2 separate regions of the Mus musculus genome follow, and region 1 is linked to region 2. A link is a contact called in public HiChIP or PLAC-seq data. All regions are on one chromosome and are shown on one strand. Each heading gives the region's core, a stretch centred on a gene start, on an enhancer-like site or on the middle of the called end of the contact. The rest is flanking DNA. Distances are from core to core; before and after follow the strand shown.

Region 1 (5,801 bases), core at 806-3,305, 230 kb after region 2:
AGCTATCCTCACTACATAACTCATTCTGTGTTCTATGATGTCTGGGATACAATTTTTAAAAATTATTTATTTATTTTATGTATATGAGTACACTGTAGCTGTCTCCAGACACACCAGAAGAGGGCATCGGATACCATTACAGATGATTGTGAGCCACTATGTGGTTACTAGGAATTGAACTTGGGACCTCTGGAAGAGCAGCCAGTGCTTTTATTTATTTATTTATTTATTTATTTTAAGATTTATTTATTATTTATATGTAAGTACACTGTACCTGTCTTCAGACACACCAGTAGAGGGCGTCAGATGTCATTACTGATGGTTATGAGCCACCATGTGGTTGCTGGGATTTGAACTCAGAACCTTCAGAAGAACAGTCAGTGCTCTTAACCACTGAGCCATCTCTCCAGCCTTCAGCCAGTGCTCTTAAGCATTGAGCCAACTTTTTAGCCCCCGAGATACAATTTTTAAGAGAAGTTGTGTTTGGCAATTTCCCTTCACTGTGACAAAATACTCCAGGCCAATCAGGTTTAAAAAAACAATAACAAAAACAAAACAAACAAACAAACAAACAAACAGACTCAGTCCCTAAAAACACAAGGGAAACAGCAGGAAAGAAAAGCTCATTTGGGTTTACAATTTGGGAATTCTAGTACACAGTCGGTTGGCCTGTTGCCTGTTGTAAGACAGAGCATCTTGGTGTAGGCCTGTGGGGGATGCAGCTCACATCTTAGCAGCCAGGAAGCAAAGAAAGAGACAGGAGGTGGCGGGACATACCTCCATGCCTTCCCATGAGGCCTTGACTCCTAAAGAGCCCATCATTGCATGACAGCCTCCAAGATCCCAGCTACAGCCAGGTCCCACTGAATTACCTCAGCGCTCAAAACCAAGCCAGAGTCTGGAGTTTAACAGTACAACCACCCCCTGGGGCCAGCGACTCCGTTTGCTGACGTGAGTTGGTTTGTTAATGAGGTACTGGAGGTTGAACCCACAGACTGCGTGTGCTAAGCATGCTCTCCACTCAGCAGCACGTCCAACCCTCAATTTTGTTCCTAACTGATGTGTACCTACTTGTAGGCCACAGATCTTGACACCTGCTTATAGTTTCCAGAACGGATTCTCCCATCTGCTTGAAGGCTACACCCATCGATACATGCTTTACCCTCCCCAGTTTGACGCTAGCCCCTGAGGATCACTATACTGTTCTGAACTGCAACAAGGTCAGAGTTTTTATAGTCTACAGATGAGTGTCATCATCAGGCAACCCTTGCCCGTCGGTGTCTGGCTGATTCCACTTATCATAACTTCTCAACCTATGCTGATGGAAATGACAAGATCCTATTATTTTTATGGCCGAGTCTTATCCCATTGTACATAGATGGCTCACACACTTCATCCAGGCACTGGAAACACCACTCTTCTATGCAAAAACAATAGCAGGTTCAAAGGGCCTGAACCTGAAGCTTGGAGGACCAAGTGGCTAACAGGGCTGGAGCCTTCCGCTGGGAGCCTGTCAGGAAGGCGCCTGTCAGGAAGGCCGGTGAGAACAACTCTTTCAGCAGGAGTTTCTGGTGTTTTCCAAGCAGGGAAATGACATGACTGGATTACATTTCCAAAACAGCTTCTCCGGACTTCATGGACAGTCCAAGATGATTCCAGAACTGTTTTTTTCCCCCAAATCTAAAACAAGCCTGGAGTACTTTAAAGACCTTCTTAAGATGTTGCTCTGGGGCTATCTCATGTTCCTCCCCAGGGCTCCTCTGGAAAGCAGAGCCCAGTGCAAATGGATTTGGAAAAGCCTCCTTCCGTCAGCTCCTGTGTTCATACCATCCCTTGAGCACTAAGGGCCCACACATGTGCAGGCCACACTGCCCTCCAGTCAGCCTGTTTACTCAGGGATGGTTTTGTTCTTCCAGCTTGCATACCTTGCAACAGCCTGTGCAACTTGCGCAGCCCTTTAAGTCTTGGAAGCAGCCCTCATCTCCCAAGGAGAGTCTCTCCATCTCTGCTGGATATCTCCAATGCCTGCTGTGCAGGCTGTCTCATGTGGTTGGTTACACACTAGGAAGCAAGACTAGAAGGCTGTGCAGCAGAGGCCAGCCGAGTTCCCAGAGCCTGGGCCTGCTAGGCTTATCCCCAAGAGATGAATTCCAGATGCTTTTCTTCCAGAGTCCTCCTCCTCTCCCCTCCCCATTTCCTGTTGGGGCCCCCTCTCCCTGCAGCTCTCTCTCTCCAACCCCCAAGCCAAGCAAGACTTAAAGTGGAAGACATCACTGTCACGTAGGAGAGTCGCTCCTCTGCAGGAAGCAGACTACAGGATGTGTCACCTCCTCTGGGATGCCTGGAGTAAACCACACAGTCCAGAGTTGCTCTGACCAGTTAATCCTGATGCCCCTTTCTGTCCCTCACTTCCTTTTCCCACAGGAGTGAATGGCCTGAGGCTTTCCCCTTATTTCCTTGGTAGTTTTTCAGACACTTTTGAAGCCTGTAAATAAACATGCTTTTGCAGAGGGGGTGGGAAGGGGCAGGAGGGGAAAGAGTGGGCATGTTGACATGGGAGGGGCAGCAAGGATGAGATGACAGTGTTGGCTGGAGGTCCATGCCTTTAATCCTAGCACTTGGGAGGCAGAGGCAGGTGGATCAGGAAAGAAAGAAATGCTAGGAGATAGTGAGCCACACCTCAAGCCTGTTTCTGTCTCTTTCCTTCTGCACTGTGCGGATTAAAGTTGTCTATTTCCACCCCTCATGGGCTAGTAACTCATCTGAAAAATATTTATTTCCACTTCTCAAATGGGGACTTCCCCCCCTTTTTGAGGTACTGGGGAGCTACCCTGGGGCTTTGTGCTTGTTTAGGAAGCACTCTGTCGTTAATTATAACAAAAGTAGAGTAGGTTATAGAACTCAAGTTGACCCTCAGTTCAGATCCCCCACCCCCACCCCTCTTCAATCTTCAGAAGGCTGGCTGATGTTACAGGCACGGGGCACCATGCCTTGTCCGAATGAGACTGCTAATGCACTCCTTATGTACCCTAGTAAGTCTTAATAAATGATAGCGTTAGTCCTTCCATTCCCTGTCTGCTCTGGGTACTCCATGTGCCTGGCCCCTCCCTTGGGTTTCCCAGGCCACCCTGAGATTGTCCCAAGTTCCCAGGCAAGTAATGCCAGCGTTGCCTCCCTGACCTGGGTAGGGGCCACTTATTATTTTATTTATTTTTAATTTATAATTTATTCAAATTGGATTGCCTTGGTGACCTCCCAAACCTGATAATTGGCATCACCCCACTCTCAGATATTGCTCCAACCTCAGGACTTGAAGAAGCTAATGTCGGGCACGGGGAGAGCTGCTCTCCTCTGGCTAAGGGCAGAGGTTTTATTCCAGAGGAACTGAGTCACTTAGCCAAAGACTCAGCTTCCTTCTGTTTTCTCTATTCCTTTTCCCTTCCCTGACCTTTAACCCATCTTTGAAAGCCAGTGTGTGTGTGTGTGTGTGTGTGTGTGTGTGTGTGTGTGTGTACAACTGTGTGTGTGCATACAAACTTGGGTTTGTGTAGGGTGTGTGTGTGTGTGTGTGTGTGTGTGTGTGTGTGTGAGAGAGAGAGAGAGAGAGAGAGAGAGAGAGAGAGAGACGGAGAGGGAGAGGGAGAGAGAGACAGAATGTGCATGTATGTGTAACACAGGGGTTTAACCATCTCTGACCTAGGGCTCAGACTCAGTTGTCCCTCTCCTCCTGCCTGTGTCTCCTTGCTTTGTTGTCCTGACTGAGGAAGGTGTCCAGAACAAAGTCAGGCCTAAGGACTGGGGAACCTCCTCTCACCTGACCAGACTCTGACCCACCTACCTCAGCTGGAATGAAGAGTGCCCCTCATCCAGTCATATGGTTCCCACTTACTCCAGCCCCCACTTAAGACTCTGACCCAGCCTCAGCAATTAACACTTGGGGCTTGGCTCAGGGGAACAAGCATTTGCTGAAACTTGAAAAACAAAACAAACAAACAAAAAGAATGGGAAAATTGTACCTGGTACATTTTTTTAAGGAAAAAAAATAAAGAATAAATTCTTGTTTTGAACTTGAAAAAATGATAGCGTTATTATAATTATTATTCTCCCAGATTGTCAAAATAGGGATTGGTAAGTACTCTCTAAGAAAAGCCATAGATATGGAACAGATTCAAAAAATAGGCATATCACTTTAATCACACCCATCTTAATAAGGCTTCCCAGGGACTATCTGTGTGTCGGTCAGGATCTTTAGGAGTGTGTGAAGTGGGAAAGACACATGGAGTATTACACTGTCCCCATTTCACAGATGAAGAAACTAAGTCCCGGGAGAAGATGGGAACAAATGTAGAAAAACATGATCTATTACAACAGCGCACAACAAGCAAACAACCATTAAGGTTCTGTTGTCACAGACCTGAGAAGCAATGGGTTGCCACCAAATTCCAAAGTCCTAACCCTCCAGTCTCCTGTCCACTGCATTTCCCAAGAGGAAGGAAAACAGCGGCCTGTGGAGAGAGACTGCCCCAGTTCAGGCAGAAGGAGGAAGGCCGTAGGGGTATGTCCTCCAGCCTCAGGGAGCTGGGATAGAGAGGCAGACCAGCTGATAAAGCTAAACCAGACCCTGCCAAGTAACGTCTTAAAAATGCAGCAGCGGAGAGAGTAGATTTAGAATGGGAGCGAACCAAGCCATCTAAAAACAGAGCAAATCAATGATGTATTTCTTCTGTGACAAGCCTTCTGAAGGTAAGTCAAAGCTTCAAAACCAAGCGGCCATCCCAGCCACAGGAAGGCTGGGGTGTATTTTATAACTCTCCACAACAATGGTTCTTATCCCTTTTAATGCTGGGACCCTTAGTACAGTTCCTCATGTTGAGGTGATCCCTGATCACAAAATTATTTTATTTGCTACTTCATAACTGTAATTTTGCTACTGTTGTGAATTGGATTATAAATATCCAATACGTGGAATATGCAACTACTGCGAAAGAGTCCGTCTACCCCCAAAGTGGACACAACCCACAAGCTGAGAACCTCTGCTCTACAAATCAAGTATATTATTCTTTACTTTAAGCCTCGAAGATGACAGCTTGGCTTCCTACCAGGGAGACCAAGTAAGTGGTTCTGGGTCCCAATCAGTGAATTCCCAAATAAGAACCGAGAGGAAGGAGCAGAGCGTGGGTCCCTTGATGAAAATAAACAGGAAGTGGGCCGCGCACAGAGAGCCGCCAGCATTACGCAAGTGGCACATCTGGTCCTATACACTCTTTGGAAGGCTGAAGAACAAGTCTTTTGAGAGAGAGGGAGGAAAAAAAATGTCAGTCTGCTTTCCTAGTGACTCCTTCGGAGGCTTTGAATAAAACTGAAGCTGATATTTTCCTTCGAGTAGCTGGCTGCTTAGCTATATGGCAAGTCCCTTCGACTCAGCAGATCTGAAAATAAGAAGTGGAATTCATCATCTCCCTGCAAGCACATTCATCCTCCCCCGGCCCACGTCTCCTCCCATGCAGCTAGTCCTCCAATCCAGAAACCTGGGGCCTCCGTGGGTGCAGCAAACTCATGGTGCTCCCGGGGGTCACTGGGTTCCACGGTATGCAGCCTAAAGTGTTCTCAAGTCTCACCATCTCTCTTCATCTCTGTCACCTAGACAGTTATGGATTCTCCAGGCCCCTATTCCAGAGCCCTCGACTGCCTACACTTTGTCCTGCCCAGACCTTGGCAGCCTGCCTAGCTTACAGCCCTCAGCAACAAGCCACCACACCACATCTCCCCTGCCTCCAGGATCTTACACAGCCCAGTATAAG
Region 2 (5,681 bases), core at 2,323-4,822:
TGGCCTTGGTTGCTTAGTTACACCATCAAGCATCTGCCTCTGTTTGGTAAAAGGCTGCCTGGTTTAGAATTCAGTTAGGAGGGTTATGATGATTTTGACCTCAATTCTGGATTTGAATTTTGGCTCTGCTATTAATAACGCTGTTAATATTAACCCAGGAATCCTTGGATGGCAAAGACTGAGTGTCATCCACAGAAGAAGGTATTTGTTTAAGTCAAGTGGGCCCAGAGTAGGGAGGGAAAGACGGGGAAGGAGGGCGTCTTTGTAAGCCTTGGTTTGCAAAAGGAAAATGGGTGAACTCAGAGATCAGCATAATGAACTGAGGTCCAGAAGAAACGCATAGGCTTGTCAGGGTGATGGGAAAAAAGGAACAGAGGTTCTGAAAAGTGCCGGAGGTCACAAAAGAGGGGCCAGGACCTGGGTGTAGACAAAGAACCGAGCAAGGACAAAGGGCCACCAGAACCCCAAGAGTAGGGCAAAGCCAAGGACCTCCCAGAACTCTGACAGAATGTAAGGGAAGATGGACCGTGACAGTGAGGAGAGGCGCAGCTGTAGCGGGGCGTGGCCTGACCACTCTGAGGGTTGATAACAGAGTGGGTGCCAGAGTCTCTAAGGCAGGAGAGGGGCTTAGAGGAGGTTATATGGAAGGCATCAGAAAGTAAAGATAGGTTTTAATAGGTTTGTTACACAGTCTACTTTAAGTCCCCTTTAGTTTAGGAGCAGAGTATTTACTTCAGAGGACTCACAAAGTAGAAATGACCCAAATGCCTCTATCCATTCACGGAATACCATTTAGTATAGTAAAAAAGCAATTTGTTTGTGCTAAAGTCTGAATGATCCTTGAAGGTATTGTGAAGAAGGTAAGTGAAAGAAGCCAGCCACCAAAGGCCATGTACTATATGATATAAAATATCCTGACTAGGCAAGGTGATAAAGCAGACTTGAAGGGGCGGAAGAAAAGGCTGGCTTGCTGCTCTTGCAGAGGACCCAGATTTGGTTTCCAGCACCCATGTGGCAGCTTACACCTGCCTGTAACTCTAGTTCCAAGGCATCCAACATCCTCTCCTGACCTCTGAAGGTACCAGCTATGCGTGGTGGTGCACGTGGATTCATGCAGGCACTCACACATAGCCATTAAAATTAAGATCATTTTAAGTAGACTTTTGTGGAGCTGACAGCAGTGGGAAGATGAGCTGGGGGCTTGTGCCTATAGACATGGTGGTTCTAGGGAGAGTGATAAAAATATTCCAAACGGGGCTGGAGAGATGGCTCAGCGGTTAAGTGCACTGACTGCTCTTCCAGAGGTCCTGAGTTCAATTCCCAGCAACTACATGGTGGTCACAACCATCTGTAATGAGATCTGATGCCCTCTTCTGGTGTGTCTGAAGAGAGCGACAGTGTGCTCATATACATTAAATAAATAAATAACTCCTTAAGAAAAAAGGGAGAAAGACAATCACCCTTTAAAAAAATATTCCAAAGTCACTTATGATGGTGTTTGTACAACTCCATGAATAAACTAGAGCCCCAATAGGTTGTGTATTTTACAAGGGTGAGTGACCTTTACAGCATCTAAGTTACATCATAAAGCCAACGTAAGCCAAGATAAGCGGAGGTGGTCAGAGAAACCTTTGATGTTAAGACAGGGACGGCATATTAGTGGTGTGCAGAGTGAGAGCCTGACCTGGAAGTGCATATGGAAGCTACCTAGGCAGGGAGCCCGGGAAGACAGTGTTAGAGGGGTCTATAGGTCATGGGCATCTACAGTGGGAGCAAGAGTCATCCTGGCAGTAAGTCTGCCGGTGATGCAGGAGAGAGAAGTCTCCATGGAATGAGGAGGTGGACCTGAGGGCTTGTGGATACCACAGGAAGCCTTGTGTGTGGGGTTGGGGTGTGGGAGTAGGGCTGGGGAGTGGAACGGAATTCTGATAACAGGAAGTTCAAAGCCAAAGGGTGGTTAGAGGAAGTCTGGAATTTGGGTCTAAAGGACTCAGAGAAATTCTTAAGGACCTGGAGCCTGTGTTTATTTCCTCTGTTCGTTCATCCACACAGTGTGTGTCTGCTCTACCGCTGGCACTGCTGTCTATTTGTGGACTCCTTTCTGTAGATGGTGCTGGGTGTGGTAGAGGGGACTTTGAAGGCCTAGGTGTCCAGAGACTATATAATGACTTCGTTTCCAGTAGTTTTACCAAGACATGTTGCCCTGAAGGTGGCTGGAGGGCTATGCTGATCAGTGTGCAGCTTCCCACCCACCACTAGCCTCCAGTGTTTAATTACACCAGGGAAGTTTCTGCCTCCATTTGTTAAAGGGTTGCCTGTTTAGACTCGAATGGGAAGGCTGTGATGTACTTTGGCTTCAGGTCTAAGTCCAAATTTGAATTTTGGCTCTGCGTATTTATAACTGTCGACTTGGGCGTGGTCTTAATTAGAGTTTCTATTGCTGTTATAAAACAACAGGACCAGAACCACCCTGGAGAGGAAGGGGTTATAATCTTTCATCTAGGGAATCTAAGGCGGGAACTCCAGACAAGGACCTGGAGGCAGGCACCCATGGTTTTTCCTCATGACTTGCTCACCCCACATAGCACCCAGATCCATCAGCCACAGTGAGCTGGACCCTCCCATATAAACCATCAATCATGAATGAAGAGAATGCACTGCAGTCTCCCCCACAGGACAACTGGTAGGGCCATTTTCTCAAATGAGAGTCCTTTTTCCCAAATGACTCTAGCTTGTGCCAAGTTGACATAATTGTAGCCAGCATAGACATCTTATTTAATATTGCTCTCTTAGTGTTACGGTTGACAAAATGTTCGTATATGCTGGTGAGAATGGGTCCTCAGTATCCTAACAGGTGGAAAACACGATGTCTTCTCTTCCTTGCCTCTGTGACTTCTGTTGTTCCACCTGCCTGCACTTCCAGGGTCCATGTCTGATCGGATGCTCTCTCTAGGCATCAGCTAAGTGATTTAGCTGATTTCTGAATTGACGGAGCCACTGTGATCACTAACTTAGCTATACCTTGTAACACTTCTCAGTGGTTTGGGGTGTTTTGTTTGTTTGTTTGTTTGTTTTAAATTGGGCTAGAGGTGTGTGTGGTTCAGTGGTAGAGTCTTTGCCTAGCAAAAACGTAAAAACAAACAAACAAACAAAAAACTTCAAGTGTTTTATAACACATTTCCAATCTTTTACTGCTGGCTACCGAAAAGTATTTGCATTCCTGATTTACAAAGGAAAATTCAAATGACTGAATATTCTTAGTGTTCACTGGGCTGTTTTCCTGCATGCCTTACATGCATTCCTTGACTTAATACTCTTAACAATTCTGTGAAGTATTTCTAGCTTTATCTCATATGAAGGGAACAGGTCAGAGAGCTCAAATAACTTGTTGAAGGTCACATAACTTCTCAGCCTGGGGGAGGATTTGAACGCTACCATCTGGCTGTAAAGTTTAACCACCATATGGCCTCTGAGAGATGGTAAGTAAACAAATCATTGTTGAGAACCACAGAGTGAAGAAACCCTTCTGCTGGTTGGTGCTCCGGTATCTTTCTGGCCTCTGGAATCTCCTACAGCTTGTAAATATTGGAGGCTCACGGTGATGACTAAGAAAATACTATTGTTATCTCTGACAGGCCTGAGGTATCCTTGGGAGTTTTATTGCTGCATTTCCGTGTAGCTCAGCTACTTCTGAGAATTCTTTTGCAGGGACAAAGAGGCCATTTCCTTGGAGACAATGGTATTACTAGGCACCCTTGCCACAAGACATTCCTGTCTGCTACAGGCCAAGTTCCAATATTAATATATATATATATATATATATATATATATTGTTTTGTTTTTTGAGACAGGGTTTCTCTGTATAGCCCTGGCTGTCCTGGAACTCACTTTGTAGACCAGGCTGGCCTCGAACTCAGAGATCCACCTGCCTCTGCCTCCCGAGTGCTGGGATTAAAGGCGTGCACCACCACGCCCGGCTCCAATATTAATATTAATATTAAGCCATGTGTGATGGCACACACCTTTAATCTTAGCACTTAGAGGTAGAGGCAGGCAGATTTCTGTTAGTTCAAGGCCAACCAAGTCTGCAGAGAGCTCTCCAGGGCATCCAAAGCTATGTAGTGAGAGACGCTTACTCAAACAAACAAACAGACCAATATTAATATTAAAAGTAATTCTGTGGCCAGGAATGATGGCACACACCTTTAATCTCAACCATCTACTGGAGAGGCATAGGCAGGTATATATATATCTGTGAGTTTGAAGCCAGCCTTGTGTATATAATAAGTTCCAGGCTAGCCAGGGCTACATAGTGAGGACTTGTCTCAAAACAAAAAGTGGGTTTACTTTTTAATAAATACATGATATATACATATAAAACATATAAAATACATATGCAACTTATATATTTTATTTCCTTCCCAAAGAACCCAGCTCTGTTGATGTGGCTAGTAAGAAATTCTCATCCTTTTGTACTGATTTGTTTTGAGAAGGGGTCTGGTTATATAACCCAGTCTGCCCAGAACTCACTCTGGTTCTGACTGCCTCAAACTCACAGCGTTTCTCTTGCCAGTGTTTCCAGAGTGCTGGGATTACAGGAGTGTATACCATCTGTCTAGCTTCCATGTCATATATTTTATCTATATACATAATAATAGCTGGTCTGTGGTTAGATATATACAGGATAGACTGAAAACATTGTTTACCTTAAATGTAAACACACTAGGGTAATGCAGAAGGTCTCTTTTAGGAACATGGAATAAGACTCCTGGAATTATTTCAGAAATGGTTATAAATAGAAATAAATGCCTTTAGATTTAAAGAACCATTTATCATGGTTTTCTGTCTGAATGAAACAGAAATGGAAGCCTTGTTAGCTTAAACACAGGTTTATGTCTTGCTTCTTCTTTTTGTTTTCATGTTGCCTGTATGTGGTATGTATACATGTGTGTATGTTCACATATATGTGGTAACATATGTGTATATAGGTACATGTACATACACACATCTCACACACACACACACACACACACACACACACACACACACACACCGGGAAGTCATGTGGGTGCTGGGATCTGAACCTGGGTTCTCATGCCTTTACAACAAGCACCTCCCCAACTCCTGTTCCTTGCTCATTCTTTATGTCCATAGCATGTCTGCAGGACAGCAGCTCACCTAGCTACTCAGCCCTAAGTGACAGAGTGACTAGCCCCTACTGTCTATTCCAACATTGTCAGTCACTGTGCCCAAGGAAAGAACACCTGGAGAAGTAGAGGCAACATGGTTTCCTGTAAAAAAAAAACAAAAAACCAGAAATGGCTTCCTTGTCCCATACTACTGTCCAGCTTCTAGTCTCAGACTGTGGCCAAGGTGGGAAGCTGGGAACTATTTTTTTTTTTTTTTAAGTATTAAGGATTGAATTCAGGGCCCCGTGAATGCTTATGTAAGCACTCTGTCACTGACCTATGACTCCAGCTTTTTAATAGTTATTTATTTTAAGACAGAGTCTCACTAAGTGGCCCAGCCTAGCCTTGAACTTGCAGTCTTCCTACCTTTGCTTACAGAGTAGCTGGCATCCTGTGCCATCAGACCCACCCTTAAGAATTTTCAGTGAACAGTATTAATGACACCACTAGGTTCATCAGACATCTAGTTTGTTTGTTTGTTTGTTTTTAAAG

What was found. HiChIP or PLAC-seq counts read pairs in DNA pulled down with a chosen protein or histone mark.
Region 1: an HNF4G HiChIP or PLAC-seq map of pancreatic cancer cells shows a contact between it and region 2. The contact joins two enhancer-like sites. A contact is called at or near these places in 1 of 15 datasets of contacts at CTCF or cohesin (large pre-B cells) and 5 of 115 datasets of contacts at active chromatin or transcription factors (embryonic stem cells, pancreatic cancer cells and stem cell-derived neural progenitor cells).

What each region holds. Positions count from the first base shown.
Region 1 is chr5:92,995,711-93,001,511 of GRCm38.p6, forward strand. All of the region lies in intron 1 of Gm36764 (a long non-coding RNA gene), which reads right to left. Among named protein-coding and RNA genes, the nearest start is that of Gm36764, 10 kb to the right of the region's middle. RefSeq lists an enhancer at 1,557-2,584. Within about 2 kb of position 2,056, at least 106 of the 459 cell types and tissues checked have an H3K27ac peak or open chromatin away from gene starts, as enhancers often do. A contact at or near this core is called in pancreatic cancer cells, where this site is marked.
Region 2 is chr5:92,760,234-92,765,914 of GRCm38.p6, forward strand. The region is part of intron 1 of Shroom3 (shroom family member 3); the gene reads left to right. Among named protein-coding and RNA genes, the nearest start is that of Mir1961, 25 kb to the right of the region's middle. Within about 2 kb of position 3,573, at least 65 of the 459 cell types and tissues checked have an H3K27ac peak or open chromatin away from gene starts, as enhancers often do. A contact at or near this core is called in pancreatic cancer cells, where this site is marked.